Regions from separate parts of the Danio rerio genome. Here region 2 is linked to region 1. A link is a contact called in public HiChIP or PLAC-seq data. All regions are on one chromosome and are shown on one strand. The core of a region is the stretch at or near the end of the contact, and the rest is flanking DNA. Distances in the headings are between cores, read along the strand shown. Region 1 holds the start of chd8 (chromodomain helicase DNA binding protein 8). Region 2 holds the start of homeza (homeobox and leucine zipper encoding a).

Region 1 (7,382 bases), core at 3,281-5,780:
ACTCCTCCTCCTCCTTTCTTCTTGGCTCCGGTAGCCCCTCCTGCGCCCTCTAGGTCTGCTGAGGTTTGTCCGGCAGGTAGTTCATCCTGGTTGAGCACTCGTGGGATGTTCCTTTCACCCCTGGCTTTGGCCCGTGCGATGGCCTCAGCAACAATGCGATTTGCTTTCTCTTGCTTGCAAAGCGTTTCCACTCTCCGTACGGGCTCCTGGATCTTTGCCAAGCGTACCCCGGAAGATGCAGCTGTAGTGGTGGTGCCGGACGTCGAGCCAGCAGCTGAGGTATTGATAACTTTAACCACAGAGACAGCTCCACCAGCGCTGGAAACAGTGTTTGACTGCAGAAAATAGAAACGACTTTTATTCCATTATTCCAGATAGATAGCTCTGTACTTGTTAGCATGAAAGGGTGTGTAAAGAGCACTAGGTAACTATAAGACAATGGTTGACTCTAACAGTGTAAAAGGTATGCTAATTAACAGCTCACTGTAGTTCAGGTGCTTTATAAGAATTTAATTTCTGCTCAAACTACTTCTGATGCTGTAAATAAATTGAAGTTTTAAACCTGTAGTTTCAAAACACTAAATATATCAATGAAAGTCACTCTTAAAAATTCTAACAGAGCAAAGATCAAGGTTGCCTAATGCAATCTGAAAATGTAAATAAACAAAAGCACTCATGTATGACGTGCTACAGCGACTGTCAATTATCCATTTTTGTTTTTACATCATACAGCTTACAAATAATATTTAATTTTGACAGTTGAACTGATAATAAAAGATTTATTAGGTTTTATTACACTTTATGTATTAGTCTCCAAGAGAGAAAACATTAGCATTATTTCAGATGTTAAAAACACCCGAGAAAGTTCACAGAACTATAAAAGAGATTTGAAAAAATGTTCTACCTGTGGCTGCAGCAGTAGTTTAAGGGGCACTGCTAGTCTTTGTCCTCCTTGGCCTTGAGAAATCTGCACCACCTGTGGACTGCCACCAGCATTTGCTGCCCCAGAAACCAACTGAAACTGTTGCAAGAAAAGCTTCAAGTCACCAGCGAGATACAAGTAAAAGCCAATCTTCCAACACCCAACCCTGTCCTTTCGCTCACCTTGGCTCCCTGTTGGTTGGGCTGCTGTTGAACCTGCAGCTGAATAGTGAGCACTTTTGCCTGTGCACCCGTTTGACCTGCCTTGGCTTGGGCGAGTGCTGCCAGCTGGTCTCCCTGCAGGACTAACTTCCCTGGCAGAGAGCCCAACACCAGCCTGGGCTGCTGGCCTTGCTGACCCGACCCTGCAGTTCCCCCTACTGTCACCGTCCCAGCTTGGGCAGCTCCACCTTGTGAGGGCTGCTGTAGCACCAGAGTGATCCTCTTTGCTTCCCCCTGAAAAAGAAAGAGGGGCTTTTAGGTCTCTGACAGCGGGGGAAAAAACTAAATAGAGCAATGCGAACAGTGTTCATTTACCATTGAAACACTTTAACAGTTTATCAATATTTGACATTAGGTGTTATTCTTAAGTGTTCTGTTTATATATTCTGTTGTGCTTTTATTTTTTGTTAATATAAAATGTCTATGTAGCTTTTCATGCACCTTTATTTTTGCACTTTACTTTAGATTGAATACTTAGATTGAATAGTTAAAGCAAAAATGTAAGTGTCAGATATCAGATGTCAAATATCAGATTTTCCCTATAATTTATTAAAGTGGTTTTAAAAGTTGTTTACATCATTTATTAGAGTGGTTTATTCAGGTTTTAGTCTGTATGATGATAATTCAAGTTAAAATCTGACCTGCTGTGGTACTGCAGAAAGTGTGACACTTTGAGGTCGGATGCCTGCTGCTGCCGGAGAAGTAGGAGTCTGCGTTTGGGCTTGTGTTTGTAATGCCACCTGTGTCTGAGCCTGGATCTGCGCCTGAAGCTGTTGCGGCTGCGATGGTGACTGCAGCTGTGTCTGCACAGGTATTTGCACCTGGACAGGCTGTGTCTGCACCTGCGATTGCGTCTGGGGCACTGAGGTCAGTAACACCTGTTTCATTGGGCCATTTGCAGTTTGAACCAGCCTTTGTACTCCAGTGCCAACTTTGACCTGCCCCTGCGCAGGAGATGTCGCATTTAATACCGTCCCTCCAGAAACAACTGCCATGCCGGGCCTAAGAGGGGTCCCTGTCAGAACTCTAGCGAGGGTGACTTTCCCTGGAGAGCCCGTGGCTCCTGTGACACCCTGCAGCACTTGAGTCTGACCCTGCGGGCCTTTCAGAATGACAATTTTTGGGGCGTGCTGTCCCGCTGCCTGTTGCGTAACAGCAGTGATTTGCTGAGTCTGCTGCTGAGGGGTGACTTGAGCCCCTGACACAGGTACACCAAGAGAAGAGCTCAGCAAGACTGTTGCAGCACCACTGCTGTTACTGGCCACCGAGAGGGAGGGCTGAATGGAAATGGGAGCAGAGGCAACAGAGACCTCATGGGGGATCTGGCTGAGCTGCTGAGTTTGAAGGTTTTGCAGTGGAACAGAGACAGGAGTTGGGATTAGAGCTGGATCTGTGACCACGTCACTCAGAATAGGAACACCAGGGTCAGGTATGGGGTCTGTAGGAGGGTCTACTTGGCCCAATGCCAACTTCAGCGCCTCCTCTACTGGGTCTGAGGAACCCTGGGAGAACGCATCCTCCGGCAGGGAGTCCAAATTGAACAGTGGTGTGTCATCAAAGAGGTCCATAATAGGGTCTGCCATCTTGTCAAAAAGTTTGTGAAAAAAAGCAAAGAAAGAGTGATATCCAGTGTCGGTACAAAAACATCCAACAAGTCCGAAAGGATCCTGCAGGTGTGCTGCCAAATTAAAAATAAAACAATATATTTATTATATTATTGTTACATTTATGCATCAGTATATACAAAATAACCCCCAAAACTTTTTTAATAGATATATTTATATGATACATTGATTTTCTTTTCAGCTTAGTCCCTTAACTAATCAGGGGTTGCCACAGCGGGTTGAACCGCCAACTTATCTAGAATATGTTTTATACATACTTTTCAGCTGCAACCCATCACTTGGAAACACCCATACACTCACTCTCACACACTCTCTCTCTCTCTCTCTCTCTCTCTCTCTCTCTCTCCAAGTCACCCATAGCGCATGTCTTTGGACTGGGGGAAACCAGAGCACCCAGAGAAAACCCACACAAAAACGGGGATCAAACCGGCGACCTTCTTGCTGTGAGGTGAAAGTGCTTCCCAATGTGATACCCCCCTCCCGCATGGCAGGTAAGAATACTTATAAGATACATACTTTTATTTAGTTTTAAGCATTTGACAGACAGCTGGTTGGTTGGCGTTTTAATTTCATGCCAGCTTCCATGACAATTAAAATGTTAAACAATATAATAGAAAACTGCAAAACAACATAAACCGCTTTTAAACATGCTTACAAATAAAATCTTTTTGTTTTGAATGACAGATGTTTTTGTCAATGAAACATGAAAAGACTAAAATTTTTAAAACCCATACATTTTGCAAGCACCTTCATCAAGCTCATATTTACATACACATTATAACACTTTAACCATTACATATGAATAAGTATCCAGTACAGCAGGTAAACTTACCTGAAATCAGTGATTAGGGAGTGAGGAATAGGAAAAGAGAGAGTCCACCAGTTCACCCTCTTTCTGCCTCTCTCTCTTCCTCCCCTCTATCCTCTCCTACTCTCTGGAGTTACTTTTCGGTTCTCTGGTTGGACTGAACACTAAGAGATCCATCAATATATGTGTGTACTGATGCCCTGGAGAAGATAAGAACCCATGAAAAAGATTAAAAACATTGAATTGTATTAAATTGAAACATTCAAATGGCACAGTTGCTGTATCCTGCTAAATGGCATTGCCATCACTTCGCATGGCATCATGTCTGACTGACTTGTATCTCACTTAGCATGCATCGCAACGTTGTTTTAAAAAGTGAAAACGAGCAAATATGTATTTTCTGCCAATCATTATTTTTCAAAATCATCTACAAATCGTATATTTGACGTTTACATTACATAAAGCAGTTCTGTCTTCCTTGCCTTGCCATCAATGTGGAACAACAGTCCTAAACCAGACACTCGACAAACCCCATCAATGTTCACAATGGCGAATCCTACTGCTATAAATGCTAAATAAGTGCTCGATCGTCTTGTTGTTCTCTCACGGCCGATTTGAAGTGTATAAGTAAGCCTCCATCATTCATAATACATCTCAGTCTCTCGTTCGGACTCTCTTTCAATCTCTCTCATCAACAAACCGGACCAAACCAAAGGCAACGTGCTACAAAAACCATAGCCCGACTACGAACAGACATGGACAAGGCCGCAAAGCTGTTTCGACTTGGCTAGGTCATATTTTCTACTAAAATATGCCATAATAACGCTGCCATCCACTGCCCTAACTTTCCCAGCAATAATTTCGGGGTGCTAAATTTACCTTTGCATCGACACACATGGCTTTCTCCGTCTCACAACACTGTACGATTACAGGAAACGGCCAGCGTAGAGCAGGAACTAACTTCTTGCCAGCGCTAGGTCGAACGCGCTGCCCCGATCTCATCTGCTGTACGCTGATTGGTCGGTTGGCAGAGGGGCTGTCAAAAGACAAACGTCTCATTGGTGGAACGAGTTGTCTATCAATCCGGTGTGCGGAATTACAGGGCGGGAGACATTAATGGGTATCGGTCGTACAGGTAGTTAGGTTGAGGATGCGCTAAATGCGGCCTACTTGTTATCGCCGGGTTTTGAGATGCTCGCTGCTTAGAATTAAATGGCGATGATTCAGTTATTTTTATTGCTATTTAGGGAAAAATAATATCGAATCATTTAAACGTTGAGCAAATATAATTTTTTGACAGAGCTTTTGTTAGTTTTTTTTGCTATGTATCCAAATGAAGCTTGATGATAATAAATGAAACATTGATGCATTGTGTTAAATGAAAAGGTCGTTTATGAACACAAATGTCTTCATAAATTTAGGCGACAGTTTTGGGGCTGTTTTGTTAGAATTTTTTTGGTTTTGCTATTTAGAAAACATTGTAAATAGAGGTATAAATGAAATGCCAGCGAAAAGCAAAATGCTGCTGAAATATGGAGCCAGATCAGTCTCAAAAATAATAATATTTACAAAATGAAGTTTATACATGCGCAGTACAATACACATTTACAAAGTCCAATTTTTGAATCCAGAACACAATTAATAAATACAACACACAGTTCATAAATTCACAAGTGGAAAATCATAAACATTTTCACCAAATAATTGGATTTGTGTAAATTATGAATCGTGTTTTGAATTTATGAATTGTTTTTTTCTTTAATTGAATTAAATTTTTATTTGACAGATTTTAGTTAAGCTGTATAAGTATCCCAAAACTATATAAAAATAAAATAATAATAATAATAACTAAATAAAAACTGTCCAGGATAAAACACAATTAAGCCGTGGGCTTGTTTCCATTGTGGTTCTCGCTGTTAAATAAAAAAAGTATGGCTTCAAAATACAGCTGATGCATAAAACAAACAGTACTTCCACATTTTAAAACAGGAAATTATTCACAAATACATTTCTTCCTTCATTTATTCGTCTTCTTTTCAGCTTAGTCCCTCTATTAATCAGGGGTCACCACAGGAGAATGAACCGCCAACCTATCCAGCACATGTTTTATGTAGTGGATACCCTTCCAGTATGGAAGGTAATTCCTACCAATTAATTTTTAATTGGTGTTTGGAATTTACGAATTGGCATTGTGTATTTACAAATTGTGTTTTGAATTAATAAATCTGATTTGTGTATTTACGAATTGTGTTTTCAATTTATGAATATAATTTGTGTATTTTTTGAATGGTGCTTTGAATTTACGAATTTGATTTGTGTACTTTTGAATGGTGTTTTGCATTTACAAATATGATTTATGTATTTTTGAATCGTGTTTTAAATTGACGAATTGGATTTTGTAAATGTAAACTGTGTTGTGGACGTATGAATTATATTTTCTAAAAATTTTATTTTTGATACTGATCTGGCTCTATACTAAAATTTGTCAGAAATATTTATATTATAGGCATTACATAACACAATAATACATATATGAAGCAATAACTAAATTTGCACTGCACTGGATGGGCAAATGAATGATAAATGACATGTTGACATAAATTATGTTATGTGAAATCATAACAAACAGGCTTTATGGAAAATAAATATTTACTATAAATATATACTGTTAAAATACCTTTAATGCTATTATATTTTAAAATTATTTTTTAAATTATTTATTTATAAAAAACTATTTATTAATTTGCAGTGCACTTCTGAATTACATATGCAAGGGAAATAATGGTAAATTACTCACATCTAAATAAATTATAAAATGACTTATTTAAACCATCATGAGCAGCAGTCTTTTATGTTTCTCCCACTTTCTTAAAATGTCACAGTAGTTTTTCCACATAAGAGTGATCAATTATTAAATAACTGCTAAAATTAAGAAAAAGTAACCAAAAGTGATTCTTTCTTTCTGTTTTCTTATCACATTCTTCTCCTCATCTTTGCTGTTCTCTTTCTTCGCTTGTTCTGCATGTGTGAATAAGTGTGTCTTTAAACCAATGCAGCGTAACTTATTGACTCTGACAGCCCACCCTGCATGGTCCATAGGAGTCCAGTGTACACTTGCACGTCTGCTTGCCAAAAACTCCATCTGCCTTTGCTCGACCGGTGCCACTGTAGTTCGTATCCGTTATCCATTATGCCTATGCTGCTTTCTGTGATGATTCCTGCTCAAGCCTGCCAGCTCGGATGCTGAGATCTATATTTACAAACAGCTGCTGTTAGTGGTAAAACACCTCGCTGACAGAATTACCACAGGTTGAGAACAAGACATATTTCAGTGTACACAGAATAAGGAGGGATGCAGATTTTTTTTAGTTAAGAGATTCAATTTAATGAGTTTTCTTTTTAAAGCTTTATAATACACACACACACACACACACACACATAGCTCCATAAGCAGGCAAGCATAGACAAACGTAAGAAATAAAAATTCACATCAAGTAGGATTTTTTATTAATATATTACATTACAAGTTAATTCATAAACTGATTTTTTATATGAAAAATTGGAATATCATGTTAAATACATTATTGGGATCATTCAATTGTGTCTTCCTATCATGTTAAATATAGTATTAGGACAGATCAATTGGATCTTCCTATTATGTAATCGTTTTTGGATTAACTATACACATACTGTCTGAAATATAATACTCAAAAACATTCAAATTAATAAATACATTTCTTCACATATCTGTCTGAATAATATTTAATTATATTATCATACTGGTGAAAAATTTGGAAACGTTAAGT
Region 2 (7,382 bases), core at 3,071-5,570, 150 kb after region 1:
ATAATATTTTATATAATTGGTCAAAAATGTAAATACTTTTACATGTGCATGGCAGTTTTTACAATGAACAGTGTTCAAAAACATCCAGTTATACGTGGAGACTACATTCACAGATTGTCTTCCCCCAGATTTCCCTTTGCTCTTCTTCCTTGATGACTTTAGCTTTCCTACAGTGCTGTGGATACTTAAAGGAATAGTTCATTAAAAATAAAAGATTCTGCCATCATTTACGGACTGCTGCCTTGTTCCAAACCAGTCTGTAAAAACTCTGAACAAGTCTTTTGACGAGAGGGGCCTGGCTGCAGACTTGGTGCAGATGCAATCTGAGCTGCATTCAATGCTTTTTAAATGTACTCACCTAACCCCACCCCTAACCCTACCTCCATTGAGTGCATTGTGTCTGACATTGCATCACTGAGCGATGCAATCTCAGCTTGCATCATAAAGGCTGCATCCAGATACTACTTGCTTTTGACACCTTTGAGTTTTGAATGAGTCAAGAAAGTGTAAACAATGACAGAATTAGGGCTCTATTTTGACGGTCCATGCGCAGAGCGCAAAACGCAGGGCGCAAACGCTTTCAGGGCGTGTCAGAACGCATTTTTTCTAATTTAAGGATGGGAAAATCTGCTTTGCGCCATGGCGCATGGTCTAAAAGGGTTGAGTTTATTTTCTTAATGAGTTATAGGTGTGTTTTGAGAATAAACCAATTAGAGAGTCATCTCCCATTTCCTTTAAGAGCCAGCTGTGTCGCGCCATAAGCGAATTTTGACGTAAAGTAAGTTCACTTTCGCTTTTGCTCTCGTGGATAGGGAAACCTTTACACACAGACATCAATTAGCCTATAAATAATTAATTTCGTTTGTTAAGCGCAAAGATTTGTTTCAAAACTATTTCTAAATTCAGTTCTAATTTCTAGCAAACGAATAAATGAACAATAATAACCAAGTGTGGTCAAAATACTGAGTTATTTCCAAATACACCTGCCATGCCCCATATGGTCTAAAATTTGACAGGTGGACAAATCTAAGCTTGTTTTTAATAAAACAAATATAAATATGGATATAATAAATAATACTGCTAATAATAATAACATTATACAAAAGCAAATTGAATGAACTGAAAAAGCCTCCCGAGATAAAGAAAGTAAGGCAGTGGTGTTTAAATCTTCATGTAGGCTAGAAATTAATGTTTTGTAATATTTTAATCATTTATATTTATATCCTGTATATATCCTTATTATATTATATTATATATATCCTTAAGATATTATATATTTTTCATATGTAAAGATATTTGCGTATTGCTCTGCATCTTGTTTGTAGTGTGTAAGCCAGGTGCACTTTGCACCAGACAATAGACCAACTTTGTTCTGGTCTAAAGATCAGACTATTTACAGTTTCTCAAAATAGCAACGCGTCAAAACACACCTGCTTTTTTAGATCAGAACGCCTATGGGCGCACATTTGAGCGCAAATGCATTTGCTATTTAAACAGCGTGGCGCAACACCTCAAAATGACTCTTGCGCTGAGCTAAAAGTAGCAAAAGAGTATTGCGCCGTGCCTTGCGCCACATTGTGCCGGGTGTATGATAGGACCCATAAAATGTTTGGATGAACCATCCCTTCATTTGGGAATCTTACTCCAGTTAAACGTTTGCTTCTTAAGTTAATCTGGAATAAATTGATAACACAAAAGGGTGGTATTTGACTGTTCAAGTCTATTCAATAAGTGCAAACTGGGAGTGACCTTAACAACACCATGCCTTAGGTATTTTAGTACAACAAGCCACTCATTTAATAACTTTATACAATCTGTCTTTCTCAGTACAAGGACGTTTTCACTAATGGTGAGACGACGGAGCTTAGTGGACGATGCATAGTTGAGCTAGCGAAAGGTTAGATATTATTGTTATTATTGTAATTTTATTATTGATTTAATGAGAACTGAAAGTTAAAAGTAATGAGATTATCTTAAAAATCTAATGGATGAAATGTGAACTGCTTATGAATGTGTTAACTTTTTTGTGACAAACAGATAAAGGTCTGATGTCAATGACTGGACAAGTGTTGATGACCTGTGAACTGGCCCGGCGCTATGGATTTAAGGATGTTGATGGTATGATTCTTATAAAAAAAGATACATGCCGTAGATGTAAGGGTTCCAAAATAAAACTGCACTGTATTTGATGAACTCTTTCTCTGTTTAGGTCGCAGTATTGTGGATTACACCTCTCTGAAGTTTGCCATTTCCCAGATACCCTACGTGTCCTGGCTATCCATTTTTACTCCTTCATTCATCAGAGTGCCTCGGTCCTTGCTGAGTCTTGGCAGTGGTAATTTCTAACCTGCATTGGTGCAGAGACAGAGCCTGCTTTTTTGGTTAATTCTCTCTTCTCTCTTCATTCATTCCAATTATGTTGTTTCTAAATATAATATATTGTTAAACTTTACAAAGTGATTAGTACTGGTTAAATGCCATTTATTTCCCATTTTTTCAGCACACTGCTATCACAATTCACTGTTTTCAAAAATGAAAAAAACTATCATGCGTTTTAATATTTACTCCATTTAACCTGAAACAGTATGAAGTACTAAATGTGTACTTGCCAAACAAGTTATTGCAATAAACTCATAACATTTTATTGGTCTTTTTTTTTGTGTTTCAAATAAATCTTTTATGTGCATTGGTTAACAGACATGTAATAAATTGGATAAAGACTGTAAGCTGATCATAAGCACAAAAAAACGCTTAGTTAGAAGTTGCTCATATAAAAATGCAGCCAAAATAAACGCAATCAAGTTAATCAGGACTTTTATCTACAGTTATAGGTGTAGGTCATCCAAAATCAAATACAATTTTATCACTCCTAAGAATGTAGGTGACTTTTTTCTTCAGTAGAACACTAAAGAAGATTTTAGCAATTTATATGCTGCACTAGTTTAAGCACTACAGCATACCATTAGGGTGAGCAAAACAACACATGCAGTTCCCTCTTCATTGTAAACAAACCATTTTAGTTTACAAAATTCAATTAAATGCTTAGGACCATTTGCTGCTAATGAAATGTAATAATGTTGCAAATAATGTTCAAATTATTAAATCACCTTGCTAGTCCTCAATCTAATAATCAGTAGCTACAGTATTAGTGTAAGTTTTATTTGCTTCTATACGTTTGAATCTCACAATTTCGGTAGCTGTTGACTGATATTTTATAAATCATTCATTTGTTTCATTTAAAAACCTTATCAAAGGGATAGTTAACCCAAAAATGAAAATCCTATGATCATTTGGTCACCCTCCACTTATTCCAAAACTGTTTGAGTTTATTTCTTCTGTAAAGCACAAAGGAAGATATTTTAAAGAATAATGGAAAGCTGTAGCCATTGTAGCACAATATCTAAAGTATTTATTAAATATTTTGTTCATGTGGATGCCAATGGCTGCTAGTTTCCACCATTCTTCAGAATATATTGTTTTATGTTCAACAGAGCGTCACAGTGGCACAATGAGTAGCACAATAGATCGTCTCACAGCAAGAAGGTTGCAGGTTTGAGCCCTGGCTGGCTCAGTTGGAATTTCTGTGTGGAATTTGCATGTTCTCCCCATGTTCACGTGGGTTTCCTCCAGGTGCTCTGGTTTTCTCACAGTCCAAAGACATGCGCTATAGGTAAATTAAATAAGCTAAATTGGCCGTAGTGTATGTGTGCATGCAAGAGTGTATGGGAGTTTGCCAGTGTTGGGTTGTGGCTGGAAGTGCATTTGCTGCATAAAACATATGCTGGAGAAGTTAGCAGTTCATTCCGCTGTGTGAACCCGAGATTAATAAAGGGACTAAGCTGAACAACAACAACAACAAAAAAGAATGAATAAATGTTTAACAGAGGAAAGAAATTCATAAAAGTTTAGAGTGTTAGAATCTATAAGGAAATTCTTATTTCCTTGGTGAACTGTCCCTTTAACCATTTAATCGAATCAAAGACAAAAGTCACCTTAGTATTGCCTGAGGTAGAGTAACTTAACATCAATTATTTATTTTGGTTTTAACGTTTTTGTTGTTGTTGATGTTTATTTGTGGAATAAATGCTTTACCTTTCCTGAACTGAAAGGTACTCGTCAAACTATCTCTTACACCTCTATTCAAAGAATAATGATATTCAATCATCCTTACCTGGAGACTCCTAAAACTTATCATGTGGCACAATTCTTATGGTAATCACATCCCAGATGGGAAGTGCATTCACGGGGCCAAGTTTCAGCTGTGCTCCTCCTCCCATCCCTCTCCTTCCCGGATTGGACCTGCACGTCCACGGCACAGTCATTGCACGAGAAAGAGGGGGCTGGTCCGAGAGTTTCCTGATCCTCTCCGTCTAGCCTCGGTCTGACCGGACAGGCGAAAAACACTTTGGGATTTCCAGAACAAAAGCGACAACGGAGAATACAGACCAGCTGAAGTGGCGTCTCCACAAACAACCCTGAGAGAAATTCAAGCGGTGAGTTGTTTCACGCGAACTGCTGTAGTTTACACTCGAGAAGTTTTTAAAGAGGAGCCAGGACGGGTTAAATGCTCTCGAAGCTTGTTATTTTGGTCCTGAAAGCCACGCGAGGGGTCAGACTATAATGTCGTGCTTCGCATCGTGTTTACGTTATTTGAAGCGTTTGTTTGAATGGGGAACGTGTGTAAATTAACGAGATTCAACGGGAACGTGCGGTTAAAGTGGGACAACGGGAGTTTGTTTATGTGCGTTACTGAAGCGTGAGCGGATCCTGCGCCACAAAAGGGGTCGTTTATAAGAATTGTTTTGGCTTAACCCCTTGTTTATCATTCATTCATTCGCTTATAATGGCTCTTACACCTGCTTACTGTTTGTTGGATGAACACGCACAGTAATGACCTCATCTCACATCCTACGACCTGCGTCAAAAGTTCCCCACATAAGCTGATTATAACAGAGGCCACGTACAAACATCGGGCACTGACGTAATTTCAAACTAGTTTTAACCAAGTTTTTTAGGGAGAAAACTGGATTTATGGATTTCTCAGAGTGTATAGGAATGAAAGTACGTTTATGTCTGAAATTAAATTACAATTAATTATGAATGATTAAACATTTGTATAACAGAAGTCATGAATAATAGAATTATCACAATATTTTCACAAGATAAATAATTTGTTAATTACACACTTAAATATAAATGATAGGACTAGTAAACAACATGGTGACCAAAGCTTCCCTATCTTTAAGGGACTTTACGCATAGTCGAGTCATTCCATGTTGTTCCAAGTCATCATCTGATAAATGAGCTCACCACAGGCGGTCGGGAATTTGTCCTGTCAAGTTCACCTCTAACTTGTTTTGAAGATGACTGGCCTACTCGTTGCTTGTAGTGGTAAATTGCCTAATATTGGCAAAGCCTTTCCAAGCAGGATTGCCTAAGACTATGCTTGCGTAGACTATTGGCAAAGTTTGTTTCTGTGGTTCACAGTTCAGCTCCGTTTTAGACTCATTGAAGTCACAGGATGCTGCTTGAACAAGCTAAAATTCAAGACACTGTCATTGATTTACAAATTGATAACTATAAGGAGTTAAGGTGTTCTAGTAAGTACAAGAAATGTAATGACAATTAGATTTTAAAGTTATAACAAAAAAAATGTAATGTTAAACACATGCTCAGTATGAGATGATGTACGTCTGCATTGAAGATTGTAATGTGTTCTGTAGACAAACTGCAGAACTGGCAAACAAATGAGCTCGACAAATTGCACTAACTTTTGTTGCCTTTTTTTAACTGAGACGCTTACTATCTCTTGGCCATCTGTTGGAAGGTTAAACGAACTCTACATGGTTCTAGTGAGTTAAGCAAACGGGGGAAGTGGACCATTACGTGCTCTGGAAAGGGGCAAGGGAGTTGTGAAGGGCAGGGCCCCCCATCTTTTTTTGCCCAAGTCCACCAAAGTGGGGGTTGGGTGTGCATTGGTGTAGAGTATACGACAGGCTTTAATAAAAGGCTAATGTGTGGAAGAGAACGGGCAGGGGGAAGGGGTGACATCTGTCCTTCTTTCAACTTTAGAGAGGAAAGTCAATGGCTGGACTATAGAGTTGACCGTAAAGTCCCAGTTTAATGACTTTCAGGGAGTTTGATGAACAGCGTTCCTTGAAAGTCATGCATGAGTCATTGTGAGTTCCCGGATAGGCATCAATATTGTCAGAAGTCCAGCACTAATGTTTAAGGCATCTTGAAAGTGAGCAGAAAAAATCTGTTGTAGATTCGACCAGTCAAAACTGGACGGAACCCCACCCGTTTACCCATCAGCCAGCAACAGTCGACCAACCCCCAGCATTCCAACCTCTTCACCCCTTGCAAATCCGGCTTACAAACAACGAACAGGATTTTAACGGTTACCAAAAAACAACTGTCCAAAAGCCAATTTTTTTTTTTAATGGCATGATGTACATGTCATAATTTTGATGCTGCTCATGAGGGCAAATGCACTTTTCACAGCTTGGGCCTTAAATTATTTTATTGTTCATTTGTCTAATTTGCTGAACTGATTAGCATTCACAGTTTTTAAGACACATCTTTGAAAAAATCCTTCAGTTGCTTGATTTTAACGTCTGTGTTTTCTTTTTCATTTTTTCAGTCTGTGGCAATAGAGGTGTGACATCTCTGATGGCGACGCACAGTGTCCATGACCTGAAAATTATCTCTCCAAGAGGGGTGGCAGTAAAAAGGCAAGATGGAACCTTCACCAGCTCAAAGCAGCAAAAATCACCATACCAACACAATTCCGATAGAAAAGAACATGCAAGTGCCTCCAATCACAGACCAAGAGAGAGCAATGGCACCACCGCAGCAAGCTTTAGCACTAACAATAACTCTGTAGTATGTCTTCCTTTGGTGTCTGAAGGACTGAAGCTAGTGTGGACACAGTCTGATCAAACACGTGAGCTGGATAGCATTCCTGAACTTGTTCAGGCCTTTAACATCTTTCCCTACCCAACATCTCAAGAGGTCAGCACTCTTGCACGTGTGTGCACTCTTCCATTAGATAAAGTCAAAGTGTGGTTCATGGTGCAACGCATCAAGTATGGAATCAGCTGGGCTTCAGAGGACATTGAAGAGACACGGCTCAAGCTGGCCAGGCCAGAGCAAAAAACTGAGACTGAACATAAAGAGAGCAGTACTAAGAGGAAAAATGATAGTAAGGATTTTACAGAGGTAGAAGATCTAGCACAAAGTCCACAAATGCCTCGCAAAAGACCTAAAACTGAAAGTACAGAACCAGCAAAGCTCTCTCCTGCTCCCTCACGTTTCCGTTCATCCCTCCCTCCACCTCAGGATTCATACTACTACCGACAACCAGTAGAAATACCAGAGAC

What was found. HiChIP or PLAC-seq counts read pairs in DNA pulled down with a chosen protein or histone mark.
Region 2: a contact with region 1 is called in an H3K4me3 HiChIP or PLAC-seq map of gastrula embryo, with 3 times the contacts expected there. The contact joins the promoter of homeza here to the promoter of chd8 in region 1. A contact is called at or near these places in 1 of 18 Hi-C or Micro-C datasets (hematopoietic stem cells) and 1 of 4 datasets of contacts at active chromatin or transcription factors (gastrula embryo).

Annotation. Positions count from the first base shown.
Region 1 is chr2:41,136,989-41,144,370 of GRCz12tu, forward strand. chd8 (chromodomain helicase DNA binding protein 8) reads right to left here and starts at 4,531. Exons shown (of 39, transcript NM_001347671.1): 1 at 4,456-4,531; 2 at 3,601-3,776; 3 at 1,785-2,821; 4 at 1,105-1,377; 5 at 905-1,021; 6 at 1-335. The coding sequence starts at 2,726.
Region 2 is chr2:41,291,075-41,298,456 of GRCz12tu, forward strand. homeza (homeobox and leucine zipper encoding a) reads left to right here and starts at 4,321. Exons shown (of 2, transcript NM_001007120.2): 1 at 4,321-4,493; 2 at 6,644-7,382. The coding sequence starts at 6,673. si:ch211-14a17.10 reads right to left here and starts at 4,229. Exons shown (of 46, transcript XM_021471259.3): 1 at 4,172-4,229. It overlaps dhrs1 (dehydrogenase/reductase (SDR family) member 1), which reads left to right. Exons shown (of 9, transcript NM_001002205.1): 7 at 1,828-1,897; 8 at 2,038-2,118; 9 at 2,210-2,694. The coding sequence ends at 2,346.